Regions from separate parts of the Mus musculus genome. Here all the other regions are linked to region 1. A link is a contact called in public Hi-C, HiChIP or PLAC-seq and promoter capture Hi-C data. All regions are on one chromosome and are shown on one strand. Each heading gives the region's core, a stretch centred on a gene start, on an enhancer-like site or on the middle of the called end of the contact. The rest is flanking DNA. Distances are from core to core; before and after follow the strand shown.

What was found. A called contact is a pair of places that touch in the nucleus more often than the background predicts. HiChIP or PLAC-seq counts read pairs in DNA pulled down with a chosen protein or histone mark. Capture Hi-C pulls out chosen DNA fragments and counts their contacts.
Region 2: an H3K4me3 HiChIP or PLAC-seq map of stem cell-derived neural progenitor cells shows a contact between it and region 1, with 42 read pairs. The contact joins the promoter of AU015791 here to the promoter of Glrx5 in region 1. A contact is called at or near these places in 3 of 39 promoter capture datasets (the C10 cell line, embryonic stem cells and hippocampal neurons), 8 of 115 datasets of contacts at active chromatin or transcription factors (astrocytes, bone marrow-derived macrophages, embryonic stem cells and 1 more) and 1 of 9 other capture datasets (embryonic stem cells).
Region 3: a Hi-C map of erythroblasts shows a contact between it and region 1, with 3 times the contacts expected there. The contact joins the enhancer-like site here to the promoter of Glrx5 in region 1. A contact is called at or near these places in 9 of 39 promoter capture datasets (the 3T3-L1 cell line, the C10 cell line, embryonic stem cells and 4 more), 1 of 15 datasets of contacts at CTCF or cohesin (large pre-B cells), 13 of 484 Hi-C or Micro-C datasets (B cells, the Ba/F3 cell line, the G1E-ER4 cell line and 7 more), 19 of 115 datasets of contacts at active chromatin or transcription factors (acute myeloid leukemia, astrocytes, bone marrow-derived macrophages and 11 more) and 1 of 9 other capture datasets (embryonic stem cells).
Region 4: a promoter capture Hi-C map of pancreatic islet shows a contact between it and region 1. The contact joins the promoter of D430019H16Rik here to the promoter of Glrx5 in region 1. A contact is called at or near these places in 7 of 39 promoter capture datasets (the C10 cell line, cranial neural crest, embryonic stem cells and 4 more), 1 of 484 Hi-C or Micro-C datasets (embryonic stem cells), 18 of 115 datasets of contacts at active chromatin or transcription factors (SST interneurons, craniofacial prominence, embryonic basal ganglia and 11 more) and 2 of 9 other capture datasets (embryonic stem cells and pancreatic islet).
Region 5: a contact with region 1 is called in an H3K4me3 HiChIP or PLAC-seq map of forebrain, with 7 times the contacts expected there. The contact joins the enhancer-like site here to the promoter of Glrx5 in region 1. A contact is called at or near these places in 15 of 39 promoter capture datasets (the C10 cell line, HPC-7-derived erythroid cells, cranial neural crest and 9 more), 4 of 15 datasets of contacts at CTCF or cohesin (embryonic stem cells, hippocampal excitatory neurons, pro-B cells and 1 more), 46 of 484 Hi-C or Micro-C datasets (B cells, the C10 cell line, DN2 thymocytes and 25 more), 29 of 115 datasets of contacts at active chromatin or transcription factors (VIP interneurons, astrocytes, bone marrow-derived macrophages and 17 more) and 1 of 9 other capture datasets (embryonic stem cells).
Region 6: an H3K4me3 HiChIP or PLAC-seq map of embryonic stem cells shows a contact between it and region 1, with 15 read pairs. The contact joins the promoter of Tunar here to the promoter of Glrx5 in region 1. A contact is called at or near these places in 1 of 39 promoter capture datasets (hippocampal neurons), 5 of 484 Hi-C or Micro-C datasets (all in embryonic stem cells), 8 of 115 datasets of contacts at active chromatin or transcription factors (embryonic forebrain, embryonic hindbrain, embryonic stem cells and 3 more) and 2 of 9 other capture datasets (embryonic stem cells and pancreatic islet).

Annotation. Positions count from the first base shown.
Region 1 is chr12:105,030,190-105,034,480 of GRCm38.p6, forward strand. It overlaps Glrx5 (glutaredoxin 5), which reads left to right and starts at 2,429. Exons shown (of 2, transcript NM_028419.3): 1 at 2,429-2,793. The coding sequence starts at 2,511. Snhg10 (small nucleolar RNA host gene 10) reads right to left here and starts at 2,090. Exons shown (of 2, transcript NR_003145.3): 1 at 1,771-2,090; 2 at 428-636. It overlaps Gm46374 (a long non-coding RNA gene), which reads right to left. Exons shown (of 3, transcript XR_003950254.1): 2 at 3,670-3,912; 3 at 2,789-3,503. It overlaps Mir3069 (microRNA 3069), which reads right to left and starts at 952; the gene lies at 888-952. It also overlaps Scarna13.
Region 2 is chr12:105,511,447-105,515,737 of GRCm38.p6, forward strand. AU015791 (expressed sequence AU015791) reads left to right here and starts at 1,987. Exons shown (of 5, transcript NR_102381.1): 1 at 1,987-2,121; 2 at 2,246-2,325; 3 at 2,580-2,685; 4 at 2,859-3,011; 5 at 3,305-3,803. It overlaps Gm40565 (a long non-coding RNA gene), which reads right to left. Exons shown (of 3, transcript XR_872958.2): 3 at 2,966-3,172.
Region 3 is chr12:105,488,086-105,492,376 of GRCm38.p6, forward strand. It overlaps D430019H16Rik (RIKEN cDNA D430019H16 gene), which reads left to right. Exons shown (of 2, transcript NM_001252508.1): 2 at 1-4,291. Among named protein-coding and RNA genes, the nearest start is that of AU015791, 23 kb to the right of the region's middle. Within about 2 kb of position 2,271, at least 27 of the 459 cell types and tissues checked have an H3K27ac peak or open chromatin away from gene starts, as enhancers often do. A contact at or near this core is called in acute myeloid leukemia and erythroblasts, where this site is marked.
Region 4 is chr12:105,451,628-105,455,918 of GRCm38.p6, forward strand. D430019H16Rik (RIKEN cDNA D430019H16 gene) reads left to right here and starts at 2,229. Exons shown (of 2, transcript NM_001252508.1): 1 at 2,229-2,523. The coding sequence starts at 2,497.
Region 5 is chr12:105,418,338-105,422,628 of GRCm38.p6, forward strand. No RefSeq gene overlaps it. Among named protein-coding and RNA genes, the nearest start is that of Gm46376, 17 kb to the left of the region's middle. Within about 2 kb of position 2,379, at least 6 of the 459 cell types and tissues checked have an H3K27ac peak or open chromatin away from gene starts, as enhancers often do. A contact at or near this core is called in stem cell-derived epiblast-like cells, where this site is marked.
Region 6 is chr12:105,334,563-105,338,853 of GRCm38.p6, forward strand. It overlaps Tunar (Tcl1 upstream neural differentiation associated RNA), which reads left to right and starts at 2,032. Exons shown (of 3, transcript NR_045047.1): 1 at 2,032-2,395; 2 at 2,668-2,997.

The DNA of each region.
Region 1 (4,291 bases), core at 1,179-3,678:
TCTCCACTGTCACCTCGACGGGATTCACAGTCACCATGGAAACTCCTGAGGATGTGTCTGTCTATGAGGATGCTTCCAGAAAGGTTTACGTAGGGAGGAGGAGCCGCTGACCCCTGCAGGATGGGGACCTGGAGGCAGGCAGCGGTGTTCATCTCTTTGCTGGATGCCATGCAACCAGCCACCTCAAGCTCTTGCCATGATCCCTGCACCTGCCAGCTGGGAGACAAGGTAAACCCTTACTCCCTTAAGCTGCTATTTTTTTTTTTTTTTTTTGGGCCAGGAGTTTTGTTACCACTAATAGTTAGCAACATGCTGTTTGCCACCACTGCTCTGCTTCCAGGTCCCCAGAGCAGTCTGCAAAGTCTTTCCCTTCACCCAGTGAGCACCAAAGCCAATTGGACGGCTGAGAGTAGACGAGACACACAGCTTCCCAGAAGCAAACTGCCAGCATTTATTTATTGGTTTATTTATTTATAACTACTCACAGCAGTGTAAACATGAATAAAAGCTTCCGGGCGCTGGGGCGATTTAACTGACACTCTGCCGTTAAGGACACAAAAGGTTGGCTTTCGGAGCAGCTGTTTTACCTCTGCATTTCTTGTAAACATCTTTGTATGGTACCTGGAATCAGAGGATCTGCAAAATAACAAGATTTTAGTTTGGGGCTTGCCATCAGAAAAAAATAAAAAAACCAGGAATCAATACAATGACAAGGAACCCGCCAGGCGGTTGGTTCCCATCTGTCTTCAGAGCGAGTGGCTCCGGTTTCCCTCTGAGCCACAGCTTAGCACATCCCATGGCTCACTCTGTGTGAACTCTGATTTTTTACATTCACTCCCCGGGTGCAAACAGACCACCTCCGGCAACACGCTTAGTCGCTCGAGGTTTTGTGGCAGTACTTAGTGTCCAACAGAAACCGCTCCGTCTGCTAAACAATATCTTGACTGCCAAGCTTCTCTGACTGTTGGTGGATCGACAATGACACGGCACAGCCATTATCACCGTGGCAACAGTACCCAGGCCCTATCAGAGGAAAATTGCACATGGGCCTGCTGCCTCTCGAGCAGGCATGCCTCAGCTTCCTCTGTTGTCTGCTTTCTCTGCAAGTCTGGTGTGCTCTAGGGTACCGCTAACCCAGCGCAGGGCCAAGACTGCAGATTAGATAGTGGGCTGCGGAGGCCTGCTGGCCAGGATCTGGATCTGCGTACTACCGGCGGGAGAACTGACCACACCCGGGGCTCTGTTCTAGGGGGAAGTCCATGTAAAAAAACGACGCGCCTGCCCACTCTTCTGCACCATCCCCAGCAGATGTGCAAGCAAGCACTCTACCCTGGGGCCATCATCATCTACACCGGAATTCACTAAGAGAATACTCTCTTTTATTACTGTCTGTGTGCATGTGACGGGGTGGAACTCTGGACGTCGCTTACACTAGGAAAACGACTTCCTACTGAGCTACATCCTCACCCTCCGTTTTCCCTCTTAAAAAGGGTCCTGCTGTACGGCCCGGGCTGACTCGGGCTTATTTAGAACTCCTGAGTTCAACTGATCCTCCTGCCTCAGCCTCTTAAGAGGCAAGGCAACGTTGCAGACAATGGCCACAGGGCCCGGCAACCCACCAATTCCCTTGTTCTTTCAATCCTTCCCGACCCCAGTAGTCACCGAGACCCCAAAGCCAGCCGTCCCACGGCTAGAGCACTTTACACGTTTCTACGAGAAGAGCATCATTCTAGAGGCCAGGGAGAGGGCTCAGCGTGCCAAGGGACTTACCCTGCAAGCTAGAGTTCCATCCCCGGACCCTTTATAAAAGTCGTCTTCTGAAGATGCATGCACGCAGATCATACATACACAATACTTATAGTTTTATGCTAAAAAAAAAAAAAACCTCATTCTGGAGGAAGAATCCCACGGGAGGCCGCAGGACACGGCTTGGATGTCCATGTGCATGGCGGGTCGGAGGCTGGAGCCCCGGGCAGACCAGGACACGCCAGGTTCGCGGCTGGCCTCAGCCGGTGAGGCATGGAAGGCCACCTCCTCTCTGGTGCACGCCATCGCAGGACTACCGGCCGCGTTACCGTAGCAATCACCGCAAAAGGAACCGGAAGCTGCGTCTGGACGTGACTCCTTCCCGGCGTGCCGCGGGCGGCAGAAGCCCCGCCTCGCGCCTGCCCTATCATCTTGGCGTATCCGGCCAGGCCTCGAACGCCCGCACGAGGAAAGCCGGCTTCCTCTAGTCACGCCTCTTCATGCCCTTCACCGACGGACGTCCGATTTGTCCAATCAACACGCAAAGCGGTCGTCCTCGCTCACTAGCAAGCCTGTAGGACGCGGCTCCCAGGGAAGGCCCACCCTACGGTGTAAGCGATGTGATTGGTGGAATTGAGCCAGTATTGTCCAATCACGAGACTCATCCCAGAGCTTGTCCAATGAGAGCCTCTGGTGGGCCGGCCGGACACCACGGGCTCTGTAAGCCCTGGAGTGGCCGCAGAGGCGGTGGACAGCGAGCGGGCATGAGCGCGTCCCTGAGCCGGGCGGCGGCGGCTCTGCTGCGCTGGGGGCGAAGCGCTGGTGGCGGTGGCCTGCCCGGAGCCGGCGTGCGGGCGGCGAGCTCGGGCGGCCAGGCGGAGCAGCTGGACGCGCTGGTGAAGAAGGACAAGGTGGTGGTGTTCCTCAAGGGGACGCCCGAGCAGCCCCAGTGCGGCTTCAGCAACGCCGTGGTGCAGATTCTGCGGCTGCACGGTGTTCGCGACTATGCGGCCTACAACGTGCTGGACGACCCGGAGCTGAGGCAAGGTCAGGCCCGTGGGATCCGATTGCGAGGGCGCGGTGAACTTGAGCAGATCCCGAGGAGCAAGGGCCTTCCCTGGTTGTGTAGCCACATGGGCGGAGGGTTCGCCTCGGCCCACCTCGGGGCGAGATGTTTCTGACTGCATAGGAGAGGGGGTAGTCGGCATCATGATCCCCTCTGAGCAGGTCGACTGGGGAGTGGCTGGCTGAGAGGGGGACTCACTGCGAATACCCTTGGGGACAATTTGAGGGCTTGGAAGCCAGCAGCGTACTTGCTAGGTGAGGGACTGATGCTACTACGTATGTAGGGAAGAGGTTTCAGGCTTGCCTGTGTGTGCCTAACGAGGTCAGAGGCTGACTAATAATGTTTAAGGCCCCGAGGGTCAGGGACTGTCTTCTTGCTGGAGAGAAGGTTTCACCATAGTCTAGCCGGACTCACGTTGGGAAAGACACGAAGTTTGTTTTTTAGATACTGTAGCATCAAAGAACAGTGTGTGGAGACTAAGACATGGTAGAGGCTCAGCGGAAAGAGGAAGCCACTAAGAAAACTTCTGACCCCCGACCAGATTAGCAAACTGCGGCCAGGTTGGGCCCAAAGGGCAGAGAGCAGAACAGCTTTTTACTGGCCCCAAGGCAAAGCGACTGCGTCCTGACGTCTAGTTGGAATCCTTTATACACAGTACCAGGCAGGCGCCTTTCTCTCCGTCTTGTGCTTGCTGTGAGCGAGGAAGAGAAAGGCCAGGGATTTGGTTCTGATTCTTGGCAAGAATCGGTCAAGGTGGGCCGGGTAATGGGAAAGCTGCCCCCTCCCCGCACCCTGCTCCTCCTTCAGTGGAATCCGGGGAACCCTGTATTCAAGTAGCCCCCCCCCCCCCATCTTACTGATTTAGTGCTCTGGGTTGGTCACTGTGCTGAGAGGAGACTTGTCTGTGTTAGAATGGAGTATGCAACATTTGCAATTACTGATTATAGTTGTTCGTCGTATGGTCATTCTTCTTGATGAGGCTGGGGCCGTGGAGAGCAGGTTTGGCTTGGAATCATCTGTGGTGGGTCTGCAGCACAGCCTACTGTAATACTACTTCATTATACTGCCTTCTCAGTATAATGAAGATTATGACACCGAACCTGGCAGAGTCCACGAGGAAACGAGAGAAAATAAGAATTACAGCCGGGTATAGTAACTCACTTCCATAACCCAGCTCTCTTCAGGCGGAGGCAGGGGGACCACCAGTTCAAAGTCAGGCTGCACTGCATTGTGGGAACCCCCCACCCCCTTCTCTACTGTATATAATAATGTCATCCTCTCTGGCACAGAAGGCACCCACCACGTGGCAGCAACTTTATTATTGAATCTGATGGCTTCCAAAGCACTTTTCCTCCATGTTGTTAAGTGGCTAACCCCACACTTGTTCCCTGTGATAGTGTTGATGGGCGGTAAAGCAGAGAAAGGGAGGCGAGGTAATGAGTGCTAACAGGAATGATGGCAAGCCAGGCATTGTGCTCT
Region 2 (4,291 bases), core at 737-3,236, 480 kb after region 1:
TCAGCTCCTTTCTCCAGCACCATGTCTGCCTACATACCACCAAGCCAGCACCAGTTAAGATACTGGAATATATCTCAGAAACTGTGAGCCAGGCCCAATTAAATGCTCTCGTTGATAAGAGTTGCCACGGTCATGGTGTCTCTTCACGGCACTAGAAACCTTAAGACAGCCACGCAGCCAGCAAACGGCACAGTCTGCCGGGCTCCAATTTCAAGCAGTTTTCACAACAAAACCTCGATTTTCATCTTCAGGCATTTCCAAAGTCTTACGATATGTGATTTACTCTTCCCCCCTGCAATTTTATAGCCTGAGAAGATGAGCTCATGATGAGACAGGAAGTCCTCACGCAGCAGATGCTTCTGAGGCAATTCCAAATGTGACATAATTTCTAAACAGACTCGAAGTCCATGTCCGTTGGGCAGTGTGGGAGGGCTGAGACTGTCTCCAGGATATATTACCTACCCTCTGATCCACAGCGGGTCAGGAAACAAAGAGCAGAAAAAACGCCCACACAGGCCATTCCCGAAGAGCTAAGGCAATGCGGGCTCTCTTTCCTGGATTCATCCAGGACATATGTGGTGGTCGTGGCAGTTTCACAAGAAAGAGAAGGGGAGACGCCCTCTCTACACATGCTGAACATTCAGGCAACCAGTTCCTGTATTGCAATCCCAGATACAACTGGATCCATGGAAACCCCCTCCTCCACCATATTTAGAAACTTTATCAGACTGTTGCCAAAACAAGTCAACTTGGAGCTGTGACAGATGCGGTGCACCCGGCTACCAAGGAAGCTTTCTTGTTTCTGAGATCTCAGCAAGGGGTAGGCAAAGCAGTCGGGCAGTGCTCACTCAAAGCAGTGACCAGTTGGGTGGTGATTGCCCAGCCTGGAAGTGGGTGTGGCTAAGGTGTGGGCGTGGGAAATGAGGAGCCTGGAAATGTCCACATATACATTGACAAAGGGAGGAAGTGACCACACAGGCCAGAAGGGGCTGCCGCTGGGAGCTCATGTCTGTAACTAAAGCTATACAATGTTGCACCTCCAAACTTGAATGAGTCTTGTGTCTCTCATCCCTAAGTAAATGGAGTGGGTCTTACACTGTCCAATCACAGCGCTCCCCTGAAGGGCTAGGGTACCCTCCACCCGTCTGTGGGAAGAGCCTGACCTTGGGTGGGATATTTGAATCCCAGTACCAGGTAACTGTGGCACTCGGAAATGGAAACTGTGGGCACGCAGGTGCTCAGGGACTCTTGGCTTCTCTCAGTTGCACAGCCACAGTCTTCGTTGTAGATGTGGTGACTGGTTTCAAGGGTGATGGGTTTCTTAGTGTGCCTCTTCTGCAGTTCCATGTGAGCACAGTCTCTGACCCCTGCTACTGGAGATGGCTCACAGAAGCCAAACCTACTCCATCTGGGGACCGGACTCTATCTTTAAAAAAAAGAAAAAAGCCTGAAGGGCTGGAGAGATGGCTTAGTGATTAAGAGCACTGATTGCTCTTCCAAAGGTCCTGAGTTCAAATCCCAGCAACCACATCGTGGCTCACAACCATCCATAATGAGATCTGACACCCTCTTCTGGTGTGTCTAAAGACAGCTAGTGTACTTACATATAATAAATAAATCCTTGGACCAGAGTGAGCAGAGGTCCTGAGTTCAATTTAAAAAAAAAAAAAAAGCCCTAGAAATTGACCTGCAGCTAAACCCAAGCTGTAACCAAGCACAGGAAAGACCCTGTGCTTTGTCCTTGGCCCATACCCCAGAGTTACTCCCTAGCTATTTCCTCGAAAGAGTCAATCAGAGATTAGTCTGATTGTTTCAGATGTACTTACAGACCATTTGTGATTGTTCACGGTTTTGCTTCAGAGCACCCACCTGTTGGCTTACAATAGTCATAAAATTAGACACTTGCTAGGCTGATCTCCTCCCTCTTGCTGGTCATTTCCTATAAAGCCTTGTCCCGCTGAGAGCTCAGGGCTGCACCCTCCTGTTCTGCTGCATCAGAGAGGGTGATATAACCCAAGCTCACACTTGTAACTAAAGACCCTAGTGTGATTGCATCGGAGTCGGCTTCCTGGTGATCTTTTGGGGTTCACGGACACCTTCTGGGACAGCAGCTCCTGTTCGGTTTGGCTTCCCTGTTACTTGGATAAAACCCTGACCAGAAGCAACTTGGGGTTGGGTGTGGGGAGTGGCTGTTTTGTTTTGTTTTGTTTTGTTTTGTTTTGTTTTGTTTTTCTTCATCTTACAGCTCCAAATGGTAGTCATCACTGAAGGAAGCCAAGACAGGAATCTGGAGGCAGGACCTGAAGCAGAGGACCCTCAGCGGAGGTTCCTATCCTGGGTAACAAGTGGACACCAACTAGACAGAATATTCCCCAGCCCTGCTGTGACGGGTAGTCACTGTGGACAAGACTGGTGTCTGGTACCAAGGGAAAGGTGGGGCAGCAGACTAAAGCTGGAGTTCAGGGCAGGCTCGGGGTCTTGGTCACACACCATCATATAAGGAAGAAGCTCAGAGCAGGGTTCTAAGGTGACATGTGACATGTTCAGGTGCTGTGTGCTATGTTCCCTGGGCTTTCCAGGTTACACAGAAAACTTGCTGTTTGAATGCAGATCCTGGGGTTCCACGAAGGCACTGTGCCTTTGGTTATACGTGAGCCTCAGTTTCCTCTTGCCAAGGAGGGTGGGGTGAGTATCAAATAGGCGCTGGGTCCCATGTGTCCCTCAGGTCCAGTGCACAGCGTGGCTGCTGCTTCTCCTTATAGACTGTGAAATGTAAGATACCCCAAGTCCACATATTGTTGGACTTTCTTTCTTCAAGTTGGTGTGGTGTTCTGAGAGCACACATTTCTCTGCAACAGCCACGCCCCAAACTGGAATTCCCAAGGATGCATCACACTGAGCAGGACGGTTCACTCAGCCCCAAGCGTGGTCGCCCATAAAACTTGACACGGACACGGTGCCCCTGGCAGGTTTTATTTATAATCTGCCTGTGATCTGCTTCGGGAATACAAGTGAGTCTGTGTGGAGTGGCTCTCAGGTGTGGGGGTGGATGGAGTGGGCGGGGGTGTCACATAATTGTTGCTGCGTTTGCAGTATTTTCTCCCTATAATCTGGGAAGCTCTGCATGCTGGAATAATCTCGCAGGGAATATTCTGAGAAGGGACCTGTCTTCCTGTAATGAAAAGTTTTGGAATTATTAGTCCTAAGCAGCATCTTTGAGATTATCTGTGACCTTGGCCTCCCGATCAAATAGCAATTGGAAGAGCTCCTTCGACTGTCTCTCAGAGAGGCATTTTCTAATTAGTACTTGGAACCTTCCAGAACCAGAAGCACGCCATTTAAGTCTTCAACGCTCATTCCGTGGTCCTCAGATCCTCAGAGGAGGCTCTGTGTCCGCACCGGATCTGTCTCCTTTGAACCTACCTTTCTGGTCCCCATTCAGTCCTGTGCAGTCCAGAGAACCTGGCAGCTCTTCTGCAGCCAGATCTATCTTTGAACTGCTGTATCTCTTGTGGGTGAAAATGTGGGGCTCTGCTTCAGAGCAAAATTCAAAACAATCCAGGCTCTGGCAGGCTTTCTTCTTTCCACTGGTGTTTGTACTTAGTGTTTAATAAATATGGGGAGGGTCAAAATATGATGTCATTAGCACAAATTTGATTGAACATATCCGGGTTTTGTTTCTGGCCAGTGCTGGAAAGTGACTTGTGATCGCATGCTTCCTAAGTACGTGCTCACTAAGCTGCACCCCCCACTCCCTGTATCAAATTAAAAAAAAATAAAAGTAAGGGCATTGTGTTTGTAAATGGAATGGCTGGAGCTATGCAAATTTGTCACTCAAGATGACAACACCCTTAAGGCTTGGTTCTCTTCAGCTGAGTCTCCTGGTAGTGCAGACAGCAGCGCACATCACACTCCCATGCAAAGACACTGGTGCCCACTCGCTGTGACCCCCCCCCATCTACTCTGGGCATCATCTTCCTTTGGTGCAGGAGGTGGAGGTGACCCCCTAGCCTGCCCTCCCACTTGCCTCTTCGGCAGTTTACCAGATTAGTAGCCATCTCAGACTTCAGGTCAGTCCAGATCCGTCCCCACAGCTTACAGGAGAAAAGTCTGTGCCCTTCTCCAAAGCCAGCACAGCAAGTCACACACAATCCAAGTTCAGCACCATCCAGCCCCACCCTCAGGCTGCTTCCGCTCCTGCTGGGGAGTCCTGACCACCACAACTGCTACAGCTCAGGCCTCAGATCCCCAGGACGTGGCTCAGGATGACAGTGGCTCAGGACTCAAAGGG
Region 3 (4,291 bases), core at 1,021-3,520, 460 kb after region 1:
CAGCAGACTGAAAAATTCTTGAAGTTTCGGTCAGTCCCAGAATGATGGTTTTGAACATCCTATTGGGTGGGAAAAATGCAGATCTGGTTTGGTGACATTTTCTTAGCAGTCAATTATCACTGTATGTCATATTTTTTTTCTGCAGACTTTTTGAACCCAGTATGTGGGTACTGGGACAAGAAGAACTTTCACAAGTTAGAATTCCTACCTTTTAATTTTATGTCCCACCCCTCGGGACACTGACTGCGATGTTGTAAGGTCGCAGAGTGTTGAGAAATTGACTTGTAAATGATACTTTGTCACCAGACACTTGGTCCCTTGCAGACTCCAAATGCATTAGAAAACCCAGACACTGGAATGAACTTTCTGATCTTTGTAAGAAAAGCAGAAGACGTCTTCACATTTTAGATCGTCCAGGCAGTTAGCATTCTCTCCTCCGAGGATGATTTAATCATGTCCCCCTCATCACTGGACAGATGTCAGGGGCAGGGGCCTGATGATGGTGTGGTAAGATAATGAAGGAGTCAGCGCTGAGTCTGACCTCCATCCTAGCCAAGTTCTCTAGTGAGCCCGTCCCCACACCACCCCAGCAGCTGAGGCGCAGAGGGAATCAGGAGATGTTCAGTCTGGGCATTTACAGGTCATCTGGTCTCTGTGCTGTAAATTGGTTTAGCTGCTGTGCCCTCCGTCACAGGTTTGATTCCCCACACCCCTCAGTGTATCCAGCCATACTTGCAAATGCTTTGGGGGAAGCTGTTAGTACAGAGAACTGGCCCAACCTTTGTTGCCAAGAAGTAGGGGCATAGAGTGTCTTCTGAGCCTCCTAGAATCCTCAGCAGGGCAGGACGCTGGGCTGACACTCAGCTGTTGTGTGTTGGGCATGGAAGTTGTGGGATGTTTGCTCTGGCTTCCTGCCTCCTCGTCACACCCCTGAGCCTTTCCCTGTGCCGAGGGTGGGGCACTCTCATGAGAGAACCCAAGCCAGCATTGGGAACGGGAGTGTGCTGTGACCCAGTGCTATCTGAGTGCCTCTTGGGAGCTGCAGCTGGTGGTCTGTCCCCTACCTTATCTCCATGGAGATGGCAGGTTGGGGAAGGATCTGTGTCTGCTGTACTGAGAGACAGGACAGGAAAGCTAAGGACAGCTTCTAGCCTTGTAAGCATGTCAGTGCTTTTACACACACACACACACACACACACACACACACACACACAGGCACACAGGCACACACAGAGAGAGAGAGAGAGAGAGAGAGAGAGAGAGAGAGAGAGAGAGAGTCAGATGACATCTTTCCTGCTCTCCTAGATCAGACAGAGTGTTACATTGTAGACAGTGTTACATTGTCACGGACATGGGAATCCCCTTGCCAACCTGGCATCAACTGGTCACATTCTGCCCTCCTATTTGCTCCAGTTTCCTATCTGAACTTCCTCACCACAGATAACAGTGAGGAACAAATGACAGGTCCCAGCCAGAGTAGCCAAGGTGCAGCCCACTGTCCTTCCTGCCTCTGCTTGGCTCTGTCTTGGTCATCAGCTAAGGGACGAGCAGGCCTGAGCTCAGTGCTTGAGTGTTGTGAGCAGGCATGGTGCTAGATTTTTATGCACAGCCTTCATCCTTCCATCACCTCATAGCAGCAAGGTCCGTCGTGCCCAGAAAGGAACCAGAGGCCCAAAGAAGTGGAGTAACTTCCGTCAGGCCACACAGTGTAGAAGCGAGGATCCTCTCTCTCCACTGAGGTACATTTGAACAGGACTTGAGTCATCATAAGGTGTTTCCCAAGGTATCCCAGCTTGGGATGGCTCAGACCATCAGAATGGGACAGCTTCGGCTTTGTCTACACCCCAGGGATAATGAACCTTCCCCCACCACTTAAAATCGACCTTCAATCTCCATGTAGGTCTCCAAGAAGGGTTCCCGAAGTAGGGTTTCTTGGTCACATGTATAAGGGGCCCCCAGCAAGGCTTGCAAGCCCCAAGGAACTGCACATTAGGAAGGTTTCAGTGACCAGCACTGCAGTCAGATTGTGTAGCAAGCTGACCCAAGCTGGGGTACAGTCTTTCTGTGAGCCCCAAAGCTCTCCAGAGCAGAGGATAGCATCTTCTTGGGGACCCCAGCTAGTACCCCATTGCCTTCTCCCTAGGTAAGGCGGGTCCCAGAGCCCCTTTAATTTGACAGGAAGGCCCTTACCTTTTGGGTATCTGACCCTTGGAGAAGTGCTGCCCTTGCTGAAATGTTCCCTGTGGTCCATGAAATCCAATTAGAGGAACTTATGAGTTCCTTTTCTGCCTTGCCCAGAGAGGCCACTGTCCCTCCTTGTATGCGTTTCTAGGATCCCAAGGATCAGGAAATGGGGCAGGTCAGTGCCACACAGCCAGAGAGGCAGTATGCCAGCTTCTGGTCCTGGCTAGGATGCTTGTCCACTGACTAGGATCTGTGTGGGAGCTAGAGCCACACACGCAGCTGAATATGTGATCTGGGCATTGTGGCCCTCTCCTGCAGGGGTATGGCCACCCTTTGTCATCAATGGGTAGTAAAATGGCCTATCTCTCCTGCTGCAGCCAGTCTTGCCTATCTCTCCTGCTGCAGCCAGTCCTACTTACAAGATCATATATTTCCCAAGTCGGGACCAAGGAGGAGCAGTCAGAGACCAACTGGCACATGGGCACCTGTGCCAAGCCCTCCTAGCCTCTTTCCTCCAGGGCCACTCTGTGCAGGGTCTGGAGGAGAGAGAGGGTGCTAAGCTTCAGCTGAGAGCCCCGAGGTACAGAACACAGGCTCGGTGGGGCTCCTTGAAGAAACCGGGGGATGAAATTATGAGCTCTGGTTACCCCTTGTGCAACCTCCTGAGATCAGAGCTTGAGCAAGACCTGGTATGGGGGAGGGAGGGAGGGAACCACAAAACCCACAGGGCAGAGGGCAATGCACATCACTACCAGCGTGACAAAACCCTGCCATCACTCAGGACAGATGGAGGCTACACCTGGAACACAAGTCTGCATGGTTGGGCCTGGCTCACTGTGGGTGCCGTCTGTGGTTTACTGATGGGAAATAAAACCCAAGGGCCGAAAAGTTGCTCAGTGGGTAGAGCATGAGAACCCTGAGTTCAGATCCTCAGAGCCCACATTAAAGTAAAACCAGCTCTGGGAGGAGGGGGGAAGATAGGCAGGTTCAGGGGGTTCGCTGGCCAGCTACTAGAACCAAAAAAGATGAGCTCTGGTTCCGTGAGAGACGATGGTTCTTCTTTTGTTTGCTTTGAGTTTTGTTTTGCTTTTTTAAATGGTGAGTGGATAAATGATTAAGGAGGATCCTTGATGTCAACCCCTGGTCTCCACATGCAAGCAAGTACAAGTACCTACACATGTACATGTGTGCACACATGCACACGTAGACAAGATAGAGAGAGAGAGAGGGAGAAGGAAATCCAGGTGACTCAGGCCTTTCCGAGGACAAGCTTGAGCACAGTAGTGTCCTCATGACTGTCAAGGCCACATCATTGGGGAGACATCGTCTCAACCTCCCCATCTTTCTGCCGATGGCTGCCTCAAAAGCATTTCGGATCTGCTTTTCCATGGGGCTAACTCCCAGCCGATGTGCGTTCAGCGTGCATTGGCCACAGGGTACTTCGGAGCGAGCCCTGGTTCTTCATGGAGCCCTCTGTCTGGTGGAGTAGCCCAAGTCTATGTCTGCCTCCTGTGGTCTTTCTTGATTTTTTTTTAAGACTTGCAGCCTGTATGAGACCTCATGTGACTGAGGATAGCTGTGCTTTCCACCCAAAACAAAATCATACACTTAAAACATTACGAGTTTGCTTTTTCTTTTGTCCTTTGTAACTCAGTTGCTCAGTTTGGGGTGGGAACTTTGCAGATGGTGTCACTGTGCTGAAATGTCAAAGCATAAGACCTGAGAATCATTGGCATTTGCAGTTCAATGTACTGTTATTACATTACCAATCGTTCTGTGTGCAGGCTTGCCAAGAGGGCATGGATGCCCAACCTCAGGTGGGTTTGAGGGCATTGCCAGGTGGGCTGATCTGTAGAAGAGCAGAGTCTTGTCCCCAGATTTCCCACCAGAGAATTCCCGTGATTCTTCATTTCAGGCGCCATTGTTCCCCAGGGGACATTTGGCAATGCCTAGAGATCATTCTTGTCTCGGGTTTACAGAGGAGTGCGGAGGTCCTGCCTCTAGAGGGTGGAGGCCAGAGGTGCTGCTCATCCACACACACAGGATGGACCCTATGGCTGAGTGCTACCCAGCCCCCAAATGCCAACGGCACCGAAGATGGGAGACT
Region 4 (4,291 bases), core at 979-3,478, 420 kb after region 1:
CCCTCTCTTCCTCCAGAGCACAGTTGGGAGAACTGTCTGGGTTTCCAGTGGGCAAGGCCAGGTCTGAAGGGTGAGAAGCTATGTGTATTAGTTAGGGTTTTACTGCTGTGAACAGACACCATGACCAAGGCAAGTCTTATAAAAAACAACATTTAATTGGGGCTGGCTTACAGGTTCAGAGGTTCAGTCCATTATCATCAAGGTGGGAGCATGGCAGTATCCAGGCAGGCATGGCACAGGAGGAGCTGAGAGTTCTACGTCTTCATCCAAAGGCTGCTAGTGGAAGACTGACTGACAGGCAACTAGAGTGAGGATCTTATACCCACACCCACAGTGACACACCCATTCCAACCAGGTCACACCTATTCCAACAAGGCCACACCTTCAGATGGTGCCACTCCCTGGTCCAAGGATATACAAACCATCACACTAGGCAAGGCCCTAATCTACTGGACATACTGTAGAAGTGACATTGCTCCAGGACCACAGCCTTAGGAATGGGTGACAGACGTGTTCATGAAAATAACTCAGACATAAATGTATATAGCAGATGTTTTCATAAACACCAAAGAACAGAAACATCACAGACATCCTTTGACAGATATGTAGTTAAGCTAACCGTGGTACGTCAATAATATAAAATACTACTCAGCAATAAAAAAGGAGCAAATTGTTCTCTATAACAACCTGGATGAACCTCCAGGTAGCTGGGTTGATTGACACTAACTAGAGGGTTATTAGTCATGGTTCCATTTATAGAGTTTTCTTGAAGTGACAGAAGTACAGAGATGGGAACAGACCAGTCGGGGACCATGAACACTTAGATTCCAGGCGGCTGGGGCAGCGGGGCAAGCAATAAAGCTTTGAAGAGATGGCCCTCAGGGCTTAAAGACCATTGCTTAGTCTGTGTAATTGTGAGCCTGAGCCTTTCATGGCTGGGCCATTTCTCCAGCTCCATTTATTCTTTCTGTGTGACTGCATGGAGGAGGCATTGTTGTTTAAGTTGTACACCACACATGCACACACACATACACACAATGCACACATACATACATATGCACTCACACATATGCACACATAAACACATAGACAAACACACACACACCTACAAACCTCTGCAAGAATGGCTTCATGGTGAAAGTGCAGTGGATGTGAAGGTTCTGGGTGGGCTGAGGAACTGCCAGGCCATAGAGCAGTCGTTCTCAACCTTGGCATCACGACCCCTTTGGGGTCAAATGACCCTTTCACAAGAATCGCATATCAGATATCCTGCATATCAGATATTTACATTACGAACCATAACAATAGCAAAATTACAGTCGTGAAGTAGCAACGAAAATAATTTTATGTTCAGGGATCACCACAGCATGAGGAACTGTATTGAAGGGTTGCAACATTATGTCGGTTAAGACCCGCTGCTGTAGCCCGGTGGGAACCAGTGGGGTTCCGGGGGGCACTGAGACTGAAGGCCAGTGCTTGGCCTGGAAGGGTGCAGAAGTGATAGATGCCAGAGTGAGGGAGCGAGGAAGAGTTGAGCCTGGAAGAGTTAGAGACCCAGGAAGCAAGAAAGGAAACAAACCGGAAGCACGGGGCAGGAGGTGGGAAGGAGAAAAGGAAGGGGGAGGGGGGAAAGAGACTGGAGGGATGGACACACACACTCCCAGAGAGCAACAGGCCCCTCTGGGTACCTCTGTGGCTCCCTTCACTGCATCGATAACCGTGACTTGGGCTACTTTTCTGGTAACTGAACCACAGGCACTGTTTGCAGGTTATGTATGCGATTCACTCCATGGTCTCCACTAAGGGCCTTCCTACAGCTCATCCTGTGGAGACATAATCCCTAGGTTCCGTTACTCCCATTCTACAAACGAGGATACTCAGATTCAAACGAGCACTAATTCACCCAAACCGCACAATACAAAAATGCTAGACTTTCCGCTTTGTTCTGCTCAGTTCAAGAGCCAAGCCTTCAGAAGTGTAGGAGCAGGGTTGCCACCGAAAGCCAGACACATCTACTCAAACAACTCCCGGAAAGCACTTTTGGGGCTGGAGTCAAGTGCCCTGGGAAGGGCACCCATCGCCCCAGCTGGCTCGCCTCAGACCTCACTTTCCCCATTTGGCCAGGGTAGAGAGAGGACTGCTAGAAATCAAGGGTCTGGCTTGGCCCGCCCTCGGGGGTGTGGTTGGGAGTGGTCACGTGGAGGGGCGCCGCGCCCGGGGTCTCCCGCCCACTTGGAGGCGTCTGGAGCCGAAGCCTGGAGCCAGCCAGGGCGCTGAGAGGGCTGGAGACTCGCCACCACGCCAGGGCTGCTGAGGTCACGGTCGCCGGGGCCCGAGGGCACCTGCTCGCGGTTCCGCCCGCTCTCTGATAATTGTGCGGGAGGCTGGACTCGCAGCGGCGACGGCGACGACAGCAGCAGCAACAGCGAGGACTGGAGCAGGGGCAGCAGCAGCAGCAGCAGCAGCAGCAGCAGCAGCCACACCAGCCGTGACACCATGGATCTGTCTTTTATGGCCGCTCAGGTAACCTGGAATCTTCCCCCCACGCGTCCTAGGGTCTCCAAGTTTGCAGGACCCCAGCCTCGCTGTCCTCCCGGGTGCATCTCTTGCATCCGTGGCCAGGTCCTTTGTCCCGAGCCGGGGAGCCCCACCTGGTGTACGTACTCGGGAGCTTGACTGTCCTGGATGGAGTGGCCCATACCCCTTGCACATCGAGGGGTGCAGTAGGGCTGTCTCCACTGAGCACCCCTACTTCTGAGAAAGACAGTTCCGAGGAGCCTGGGCAGTTGAAGTGGCCCCTCCCTGCCCAACCCCCACCCGCTGTTTGCTCTGGAGCCCCTGGACTGGCAGAGGGGAAGCTGCTCTCCCCATTCTGGTTTTGCTCGGCGCTGGTACTTGTTGGTGTCCTCTGGGAACCCCCCACCCCCTTTCTTCTCCACTGTGGGTGGGACTTTAGTCTCTAGCGCTCAGGAAGGCAGTGTGACAGGGCTTTGTGATAGAGATGCATGGTTTAAAAGCATTTTTGCTTTGTGCTGGGTTTGAGCAGGGAACCACCATCCGTCCCCACACAAAACAGGTTCCTCGTGGCAGGCGGACAAATGACCTCTTGGCGCTCTGCCTGGTCTCCGCTGCAGGAGAATCCCCTGAGTTGTGATCCTTGGTGTTCTCTTGAGCCAGAACAAAGACACACACCCTTTTCTGGGATTGTGTGTGGCCCCTGGGAAGACCCAGAGTCGACCATGGGTAAAGGCTACATTTGGCCGGACACAAGTCCCAAACCATGATATTTCACCTTCTGAGGTTGTGCTGGGAGCAGAGTGATAGGGGCGACATCCTGTCTCCTGGGTGCTTGTCAAGGACCTGCCCCCCCCCCCCCAACACTGCTGCTTGTTTTCCGGAGTGATGTTCGAAGGCACACTTTCGCCAGACTTTTGCCGGTGTGTTGGAAGTCTGTTTAAGATGTAACTTCAAAAGCCAGACTGGATATGGAGGGTTGTTCCCAAACGGGAACATCAAAGGAGCCAAAGTCCCCAAGTTGGCTCTGGGGAGTCAGGACCCCAGGCTTTGGGCTAGCTCTGAAGCAAGCAAGCTGTGAGCTCTAACAGCTCCTGTAACATGACCCAGCTAATCATATTCAACCCGTGTGTAAATACCATCATGTGCAAAACAGTCACTACCACTCTCGATGTAGGTGGGCTTAGCTGAGTGCTAACTGAAGAAAGAGAAAGCTCACAGGATGTCTGAGGCTGCCTCCCTCTCTGCATCCCACAGAAGCTGCTGTTCCCATGGTTACAGGATAAATTGATCATTACTAACTAACCTTGGGGCTGGCTAGAGCATCCACAGTTGCTATGGCAACCTGACAAAATAAACAGGGCTTTTCAGCACCTGTGGGCAGAGCTTGCTGGAGTCTGGATTGTGTGGTGGTGGCTGTGTTTGTTTTTGTTTTTGTTTTTTATAATTCACATTTCAATTGGTCAGTTTGTTCCTGCCAACAGATGGCATTGATTACGCACTCAGCACCATGCTAGCTGAAAAGAAGGAACATGTGAATGGGTGCACCAGCAGAAGACACACTAAGGTTTGTTGAGGACCTACTGTGTGTGAGCTCTTGCAAGTTCTATTAGCCTGGAGTTGTACAGATTGGGTGCCCGGTGTTAGGGAGAACAGTTGGTAAGGAAGGAAGCCGGCTGTGAGTCTAGACCCTAGGATCTGCATAGATTGGGCATTTCCCCCTTCTGGCTTCACCCTAGGGACACATTCCAAGATGGCTCATCATCTCCCTTCTTCT
Region 5 (4,291 bases), core at 1,129-3,628, 390 kb after region 1:
CAAGAGAGAGCAGAGGGGGCAAGCAGCTGTTGCCAGGTAACAGTGGGGCAGAGCCTAGATGAAATGCCAACAGTGACTCCTGCAAAATTCCCAGCTAAGGCAGGAGGGAGATGAGCCTGGCCCTGTGTTCCCAGACCCACTGTCTATTGTTTTTTGTGGCTGTATCAACAGCTAGGGAGGCCTGACCTGAGCTCCAGGGCACGGTGGGAAACTGGAGGACCCTGAGATAGAATATGCCCCTCATGACCAGGACAACAGAGACCACCATGTTGCAGGTGGGGATGTAGGATTTCCCTGGCAAGGGACCATGAGAACACAGGGTTTGGGAACACAAAAATCCTCTTCGTACTCTTTGAGAAACTGGGTCAGCTTGCTAACCAAGCACCTTCTTTCTCTGGCGTTTTCTACCTGGAATGCATTTCACGCACCACAGACAACCTTACTGCCCACAGGGGACCGAGCAGTCTAAGAACGCACCTTAAAGCTAATGACCAAAATTAGGCGACATTTTAAGTTAGGGGGAATCAGGGGCGAGTGACTGCAGTCCCTTCCCTGAGGGGCTGGAGTTCTGAGGTATGGAAACCAAGCCATGTCCACACAGATACCACAGGAGCCCCTCCTCGTGACAAAGAATTGATTCAGCTTCGAGGCACACTCTGCGACAGGAGGCAGAGGCAGCATTTAGAGGGACAGGAAGGAGTCCAGATTCAGTCCTGGCTTGAAGTGACCTTGGGCACGTCCCTCCTGTTCACTAGCTCTTAATCTCTTGGCATGGATCTGATGAAAATGTTAGTGTGTCCCAATCAAGACTCTGCAGGGCAACCAAGCTAGTGGGAGCTACTCTATACCCACATATGCAAATGCCCACCCTCACACCCATGCAGCACACCCAGCAACACACACCTGGTAGAGCTTACACATCCACAGAGATGTGGAGGTCTCTCTGTTTATGTTTCTGTACAGCCAGCCCTCAGAACCTCTAGGTCATCAGTTCCAGGACCCTGGGAGCTACTCACGTCTTCAGATGTTAAATCCCTTGCACGATGGTCCCATGAAACCTACAAACATCCCCACATGTCCTTCAGCCCATCTCTGAGTTACTCGGAGTACACAATGCAGTGTGCCAGGTAGTTTGGGAACGGTGACAAGAAAACGTTTGCACCTGTTCTATACAGATGCAGTGTGTTTTCCAAATATATATATATATTTTTACTCAGGACTGGTTGAATCTTTGAATGTTTAGCTACAGAGGGCTGTATTTTATAGATGTGTATGCTCTGGGAGTATTCTCTCTCTTTTTTTCTCTCACTCCATATATACACATACACATACACATACACACACACACACACACACATACACACACACACATACATACATACATACATACATACATATATGGGCACATACACACACATACATACATACATATATATAATCTGCACACATGTATGTATGTATGTATATGTGTGTGTGTGTGTGTGTGTGTGTGTGTGTGTGTGTGTGTGTGTGTCTTGTGTGTGTGCACTGAGAGGCAGAGAGGAGAGAAGAAATGATAGGGGGGAGAGAGAGAAATTTATTTTAAGGGTCTGGCTGTCATAGTCATGAGGGCCAGCCAACAAGTGTTAAGCTTCTAAGATGAGCTGCAGACTGAACATTACAACAGTTCACGATGCCTTGAGTGAGAACTTCAGTTCTGTGCCTCTGACCCTTGGCTGCCTGTAAGTGACTGAGCCCTGTAGGGGAGGGTGATTGCTTCCATTTAGAGCCTCTGACTGCAGCCTTTGCCAGGAGCTGAAATCTTATTGTTTTCCGAGCTGATCTCACACCTGAAGAGCATGTGTGTGCGTGCATGCATGCCTGTCTCACTCCATATATACATATACATATACATATACATATACATATACATATACATATACATATACATACACATACACATACACATACACATACACATACACATACACATACACATACACATACACATACACATACACACACACACACACACACACACACACACAGACATACACATACACATGCATATGCACACGCGCACACACACACACACACACACACATACACACACACACACACACATACACACACACACACACACACACACACACACACATACACATACACATACATCCCTCCTACTCCGGAGTCTCCCAGCTCAGTGCCCCTCCTGCTGAGAGAGGAGGAGTTGTCAGCGGTGCTCAGGTTACATTGTGCAGGAAACAGAACCCAGGGCTTCCTGCACAGACAAGCACTCCCAGCCTGAGCTGCTGTGTCGTCGTCGCAGCTTGACCTCTGTCTCTACACCTGACATCATGGCCTCTCTGTAATGCTTCAGTGCAGCCTGTTACATCATCCATTACACACTCAGGGTGGAGCTAGACCTGTGCCAGGTCTGTCTAAGCTCTAAGTAGCTGGAGCCTGGCCTTGTGGCTTCATGTCTGGACCTACTCAAGGATTCCCAGTTACCGAGTGTTTGGGCCTCATTCACATTTCCTATTTTGCAAATAATTCTAAGACACATCTGCCCTGGTGTGATTTCTATTCATAGGACTGAATATTACGGGCTAAGTAATTCATTAAAAATAGATAAAAGGCTGTATGAGATGCACCCAGAACAGCCAACACCTAGATCAGAGTGGACCAAGTAACAGAGACTTGGGGCCCTGCCAAGCTGACATCTAGAACTAACCACACCGTCCCTGGTGACCTGGAAGGTCTCTGAAAGCTTTCTGTGTCAGGGGCACGTTACCCTTAGTCACTAGCAATACCAGGGAAGCAGGAATGATCCGCCTCCCAACCCCCCAATGCAGCGTGCGACAGAAAGCTCTCCTCCCTGTGTTATTCCCAGGTCATACTTTAGAGCAGTCAGCCTGACCCGCAGACAGCCCCACTCCCATGCACTGACTCTTAGAGCTGACAATGTCCTTAGCTGTCCATGCGGACATCCGGGGTTATTCACCTCCATGACTAGAGAGAGTTAAAGAAAGTAATACCAGCGGACTGCTTAGCAGGGTAAGCATATTCGAAAACATCTCGTTGCTCAGAACCTTGCATTTCTTTCCTGCCAGTCAAACCCCATCTGTCAAGCTTGCATTCCCACCCCTTCCTGAAGTCACTATGGTCATGAGCATCCGCTCTAACCCATCAGCACTGCTGCCCCAGTCCCTTTCCAATGTTCCCCCTGCTCTGGTGACCAGGTGCCATGTGAGTACCATCTGGGGACACTGCTTTCCTGACTGTCCCCGACAGCCCTTTCTGTGTCCCCTTCCCATTTCCCTCCCCCCAACCACCACCCTGTCAATCTGTTTAGGCTGCTGCTGTCTTAACCCACTTGCTGTGTTGCCTGCCCCTCCCTCCTTGACTCCGCAAGGGTAGAGCTCTACCTGTTTGCTGACAGCTAACTCCCCCAGTGTCTTAACGCATGGACTCTGCCCTGAGGATGGTTTGATCACAGTGACTAATCACCATGCGGAGGCAGTAGTTGAGGGCCTAATGAGCAGCCCATAGATGCCACCCGGCAGCACCCAGACTAGGTGGGACAGAGCTCCGGTGTGCAGTGAAGAGAATGTGAACACATGAAGTGGAATGTGAGCTTCCACTTCGCAGCACTGCTTAGAAGTTTGAACCACCCAGGAGCCAAGAAATTCTCTCTGAATGCCCCTCCCCAGACCACCCCCAAACACACTCGGCTGCCACATCAGCTAGGTCACTAACAGAAACTCGGGCACAGAAAACAGTATGGTAAAGGAGCTGTGTGACTCACTGAAATGCTTGCTCTGAGATCCATGCAGAAGACAGGCTTGTGCAGCCACATCAGGCCCCGGCCCTCCTGAGATAAAGCTGGCTTAGAGGACCTTGGGTTGGCAGGGTACTGACTGATCTGGGTTTAGCCTCTGCTTCCTGCCCCTCCTCAACCTCACTCCAAGAGGCCACCTCCGACCACTCCTCAGGGCAGGGCCCCCAGTTTGCAAAGGTGTTGCTCTAGCCTGGGTCTACGCACTTGGCATGTCTCCTTACCTCTTCTCCTGCCTTGGCTCACCCTCGTGCAAACTAGATATTACAAAGTGACCTGGAATTCCTAGCTCCACTTACGCGTCTGTCATCAGTGGACTCCACATCAGGTTTGAATGTAGCACGCTGCACCATCTGTCATACCCACAGGGGCAGAACTGGGCCTTTATGGGGTCCATCTTGCCTTCTGAGTTCCAGCCTGTCTGTATGTAGGTTGTAGGCTGACAAGTACTCAAGGATTCCTAGTTAACTGGCG
Region 6 (4,291 bases), core at 782-3,281, 300 kb after region 1:
GTTTGTCGGCCAGTCATTCTAGCCAAACTGATTAATGTAAGGTTCCTTGAGAGAGCCTGGCTCAAATTTTAAAGGCAAAGTGCATTGGAGGAAAGACACCAGGCATTGACCAATCAGCCTCTGGCCTCTGCATACATGTGGACATGCAATGCCATATGCATACAGCATATGATCACATACCTGCACCATATAACACACACACACACACACACACACACACACACACACACCATGAATGAACTAGGTTTTTTTTTCCTATGATACTAAAAACTATGACAGAGACTCAGACAAACTAATCAATTACCCACCTCCCCTGCCCTGACTCTCAGAAATCCTAATCAATCATCCACCTCCCCTGCCCCATCTCTATGTCTTCTGGAATAGTGAGGCCTGCAAATGGCTGGGCATAGAAGAGACTCTCTGAGGTTTTGAGTATTATAAGTACTGGACTCCCTGACCAAGTGACATGTCAGATTATTCCTGCAAGTGGGAAGTTAGCGCTGAAGAAAGCCGGTTGAAAAGCTGCGTCACCCATAAAAACTGGGGGCAAACTCAGAGGTGCTGCTCCCAGTCTTGCTGAGAAATGTCAGAACATAACTGTTGCCCCAGGGGCTAGGAATGACAGCCGTTTTCTGTTGAAAAATAAAATGCTGTAGGGAGGAGGGTGCTGGTTTCTATTTGGAAGGGCTAGTAGTGGGTTCAACAATATAGAAGAATAAATGAACAGAGAAAAAGCCCTGTTTTGGGGCCAACTCTGACAACAAAAACCTCAGCGACCCCTCCCCCACCCCCATTCTCAAAGTCCTCCTGGAGGGAGGGGCTCCTCGCTGCAGAGATACTGGCTTAAGAATTGGGATGTGGGTCCTGGGCAGGTGTGATTCTCTGGAAGGTCGGTCTTCTGCCTCCACCTCCTCATAGTCACCCCAGCCAGGACAACAGCAGCCTTGGAGGGAGTGAAGGATGAGGCTGGGTCGGTCCTCAGGGAGGTGGCAGCTGTTCCTGTTCTGGGGCATTAAGGAAGGGGCAGGATCTTGGCAGGTTTGAGGGTCCTTTAGACATGGCAGAGTCCTTGTATCCAGCTGAATCCAAGGGTCTGGGTTCTACCTAGAGGTACCCACTGCATTTGAAAGTTTGCCTCACCGTCTTTGGAGGCTGTGGTCCCTGTCTGCTTTGACGAGGACTCTTTTGTGGGCCTTAGGGGTGCATTTTGGAAAGGTTCTGGAGAACCAAGAGACACCTTACAGAAAACCTAGTTACAGTACACTTTACAGAAAACGCGTGTTCAGATTTAGGTACCCCAGGGGTCAGTTCTTAGCTATGACCTTCGGGGATGACTATTTTGGTTAGGATGTTAAGTTACTTTGAAACGTCCTATAAGCTGTAAAGATTTGGGCATGCCTGGGCCTGAGGCCCAGTCTGGCCTGAGAGGCCGCAAATCCTTAAGGAGGAAGGCACATGGAGGCAGGTCTTTGACCTCCTGAAACTAGACACCTGGTCACTGGTCGGGCATCAAGGGGTGAGGAACAAAGCTGTCACTACCTAGCAGCCATCCTCTGGTTCCCCGAGAGGTAGGAGGAGCTCGGTGAGATAGTCCAGAGCTTCCATGATGAGCACAGCGCAAGAACAAAATGTCCAGGAAGAAGAGAGGCAGGCCAGGAAAGGGGTGGCGCCTCTCTCACCCAGGTTCCTGGGTCTCCAAATACTCCTTGTGGGTGGGGGCGTCTCACACACACCCACACGCCCAAGGCCACATTCACTGGCTCATCTCTGCATTCCTGTGAGCGGCAGGCCTCCATGAGCCACATAGCCGCCACCTGCTGCTGTAACCCCAGCACAGGGGAACCTGCATCACCCTTTTCCCTCCATCCACCCTCACCCAGGAGCCGGTTCCAAATCCTCGGGACCAGGCAGAGGCCACGTCTTCCCCGGCCCACTCCCCAGCAGCGACGTGGAGGTAGAGGGAGGAGCTTTTGCCGGCAACGCCAGCTTCCCCTGCCCCCTCTCCCTCTAGAGCTCCCCTCCTCTCCTCTTTCATTCCCCTCCTTATCCCTCCTCTTCTCTCCCCTTCCCTCCCCGCCCTTCCCCTCTGCCGCAGCCCAGCTCCTAGCGCGTCAGCGTGGGCTTCCCGGAGCGAGTCGCTAGGTAACAGGGCTAGCTCCGCAGACCCGGGCCAGGGAAGCCCGCGCGCGTCGTCAGCATCTGCGCCGAGGGGCGGGGAACGCACTGACACTCCCCTATCGGAGCCTGCAGACCCTTCAGCTGGTTCTCAGTCCCCTCCCTGGATGCCTTAAGGGTGGCTATTGCCACCGCGGAGTTGCCCCTCCCCTGCGGGGACCCCGACGTCGCCGCCCCCTTCTCCTCCCACGCTGGTCCGCACCACTCTCCGCACCGCCAGGTAGGCGACCCTCCGCTGCGGTTGCGGTGGCTGCTGGTAAGCTGCGATCTGGAGCTGAGGCGGGGACTACGCCACTAGCGGGGCGGCTCGGGCCACAGCGGCCGGCGGACCGGCCATGTGCTAAAGTTTCTGGGGCTCGGCTGCCCGGCGGGTGCGCGGCGCGGGGCGCAGAGCGCGGTGGGTGGGGCGCGCGGTGCTGCCCGCCCCCAGCCCCGCGGGGCGCAGCTCAGTGTGCTCTCTCACGCTTTCTTTCTCTCCTTTTCCGGGCGCAGCCACCCTCCGAGATCTTCCCGCCGAGCCCAGGCGTGGGGCATGAGGAGCCCCTGGGTGTCGCCTGCAGACAACCCAGCCTCGCGCACACCTCGCCAGTCGCTGACAGGGACATGAACAGCATGATTGGGTTCCGGTGTCCGGCGGCCAGCCTCAGCCGGAGGCGGCCAGTGGGTCTGCGCTGTTTGGGAGAATGAGGCAGGAACCCACGGCAACCTCTCTCTCCTCCTTCTCCTCGCCTTCCTCTGGCTCCCGCTCCCCGGACCCGGGCCGGGCTGTGGCTCTGCTGCGTGCCCTGCGCGCCCCCCACCTGCCTCCGGATGCTCTTCTCGGTAAGCCAGACCTTTCGCCTCGGGAACAAAGCCCCTTCACAGGATTCCGAGGCTGCCTCCGAGCCCCCTCTCCAATTACTACCCAGTGCCTGGAATCTGTCCCCAAACCCTACCTGGCTTCTGAACAGCCTAGGTGCCTTCAAGACCCGGTGTTTTCCTGGGCTCTCTGGGAAACAGCAGCGGGCTTAACACGCAGGCAGGCAAGAGACCTGTTTGGTCTAGATAAGCATCTATGTGTGCAACCTGGATTCGGACTTAGTCACCAGGGGGAACTGGATGTTTGGTGAGTGTTCAGTCATTGCTGGGTGGTGGATCTCCAAACTGCTCCAAGGAAGTAGGGTCCCCCCTCTCCGTGTATCAGACGAGGAAACTGAGGCCCAGAGATACTAAATGTGCTAATCAAGGTCACAAGGTGGGAACCAAGGTGCTCACCACCTCATCAAACTGATCCTTTGGTCACAAACACGCCTGCTTTATTTCCTTCACTAGCTGCTTCCGTCTCAAGAGCCGCTGCATGTGTGTGAAACTACTTCCAATGACGGCCGAGACGGAATAAATTACTAGTAGAATGTATATATCGTTCACTTCTCCTTTTAGCGATGGCAATCATCATTAGAAGCCTCATCTTAGTTCAGATTGAGGGAATGGAGGCGTCGTTACTACATTTTTCTTGTGGTTTCTTTCTGGGCTCTGTTTTCCAGGGTCCTTGGAGGATGCGGAACAGTTTTAGTTACTCCCATGTGTCTTCCTTCTGTGTTGTGTGTCCCAAGCAAGTTCACCCTCACTCAGCCTTTTCCCGGGGGTAAAACCCATCAGCACCACCCAGGCTGCTTGTGCAGGTATTAGAAATAGCCTCTTCACAGGGGCTGGGGGCTGATTCCAAATGGCCATAAGGCAAGCGCCACCTGGGTCCTGACTCACAGATGCCATCTGTCTGTGTGTCAGCAAAACTTCACACTTCTTAACCTAGAGGGAGAGGGGATAGCTTTAATACAGATATGAGCCTCTTGCTCACCTGTGCAGCACGTGACTCTTCGCCCAGATGCATGTAGATGGTCCTAATCAAGATCGTCACGGGGGAATCGTGTGGTCCTTGTCTGAGCACCTGCTTAAGGGCTTGAGTGTTTAATTCGTCTGTCTACACCATGTGGAAAGTGATGGTGTTGGAGCAGGGGCAGACCTTCTGCCACAGAGGGCTCAATGCCTATGTTAGGTGATGTCTCAGATCCCTCTCAGATCCAGGACTCTGTGAGTAGAAGAACTAGTGGGCCACAGGCCTGAGCTAGGGTCTGGG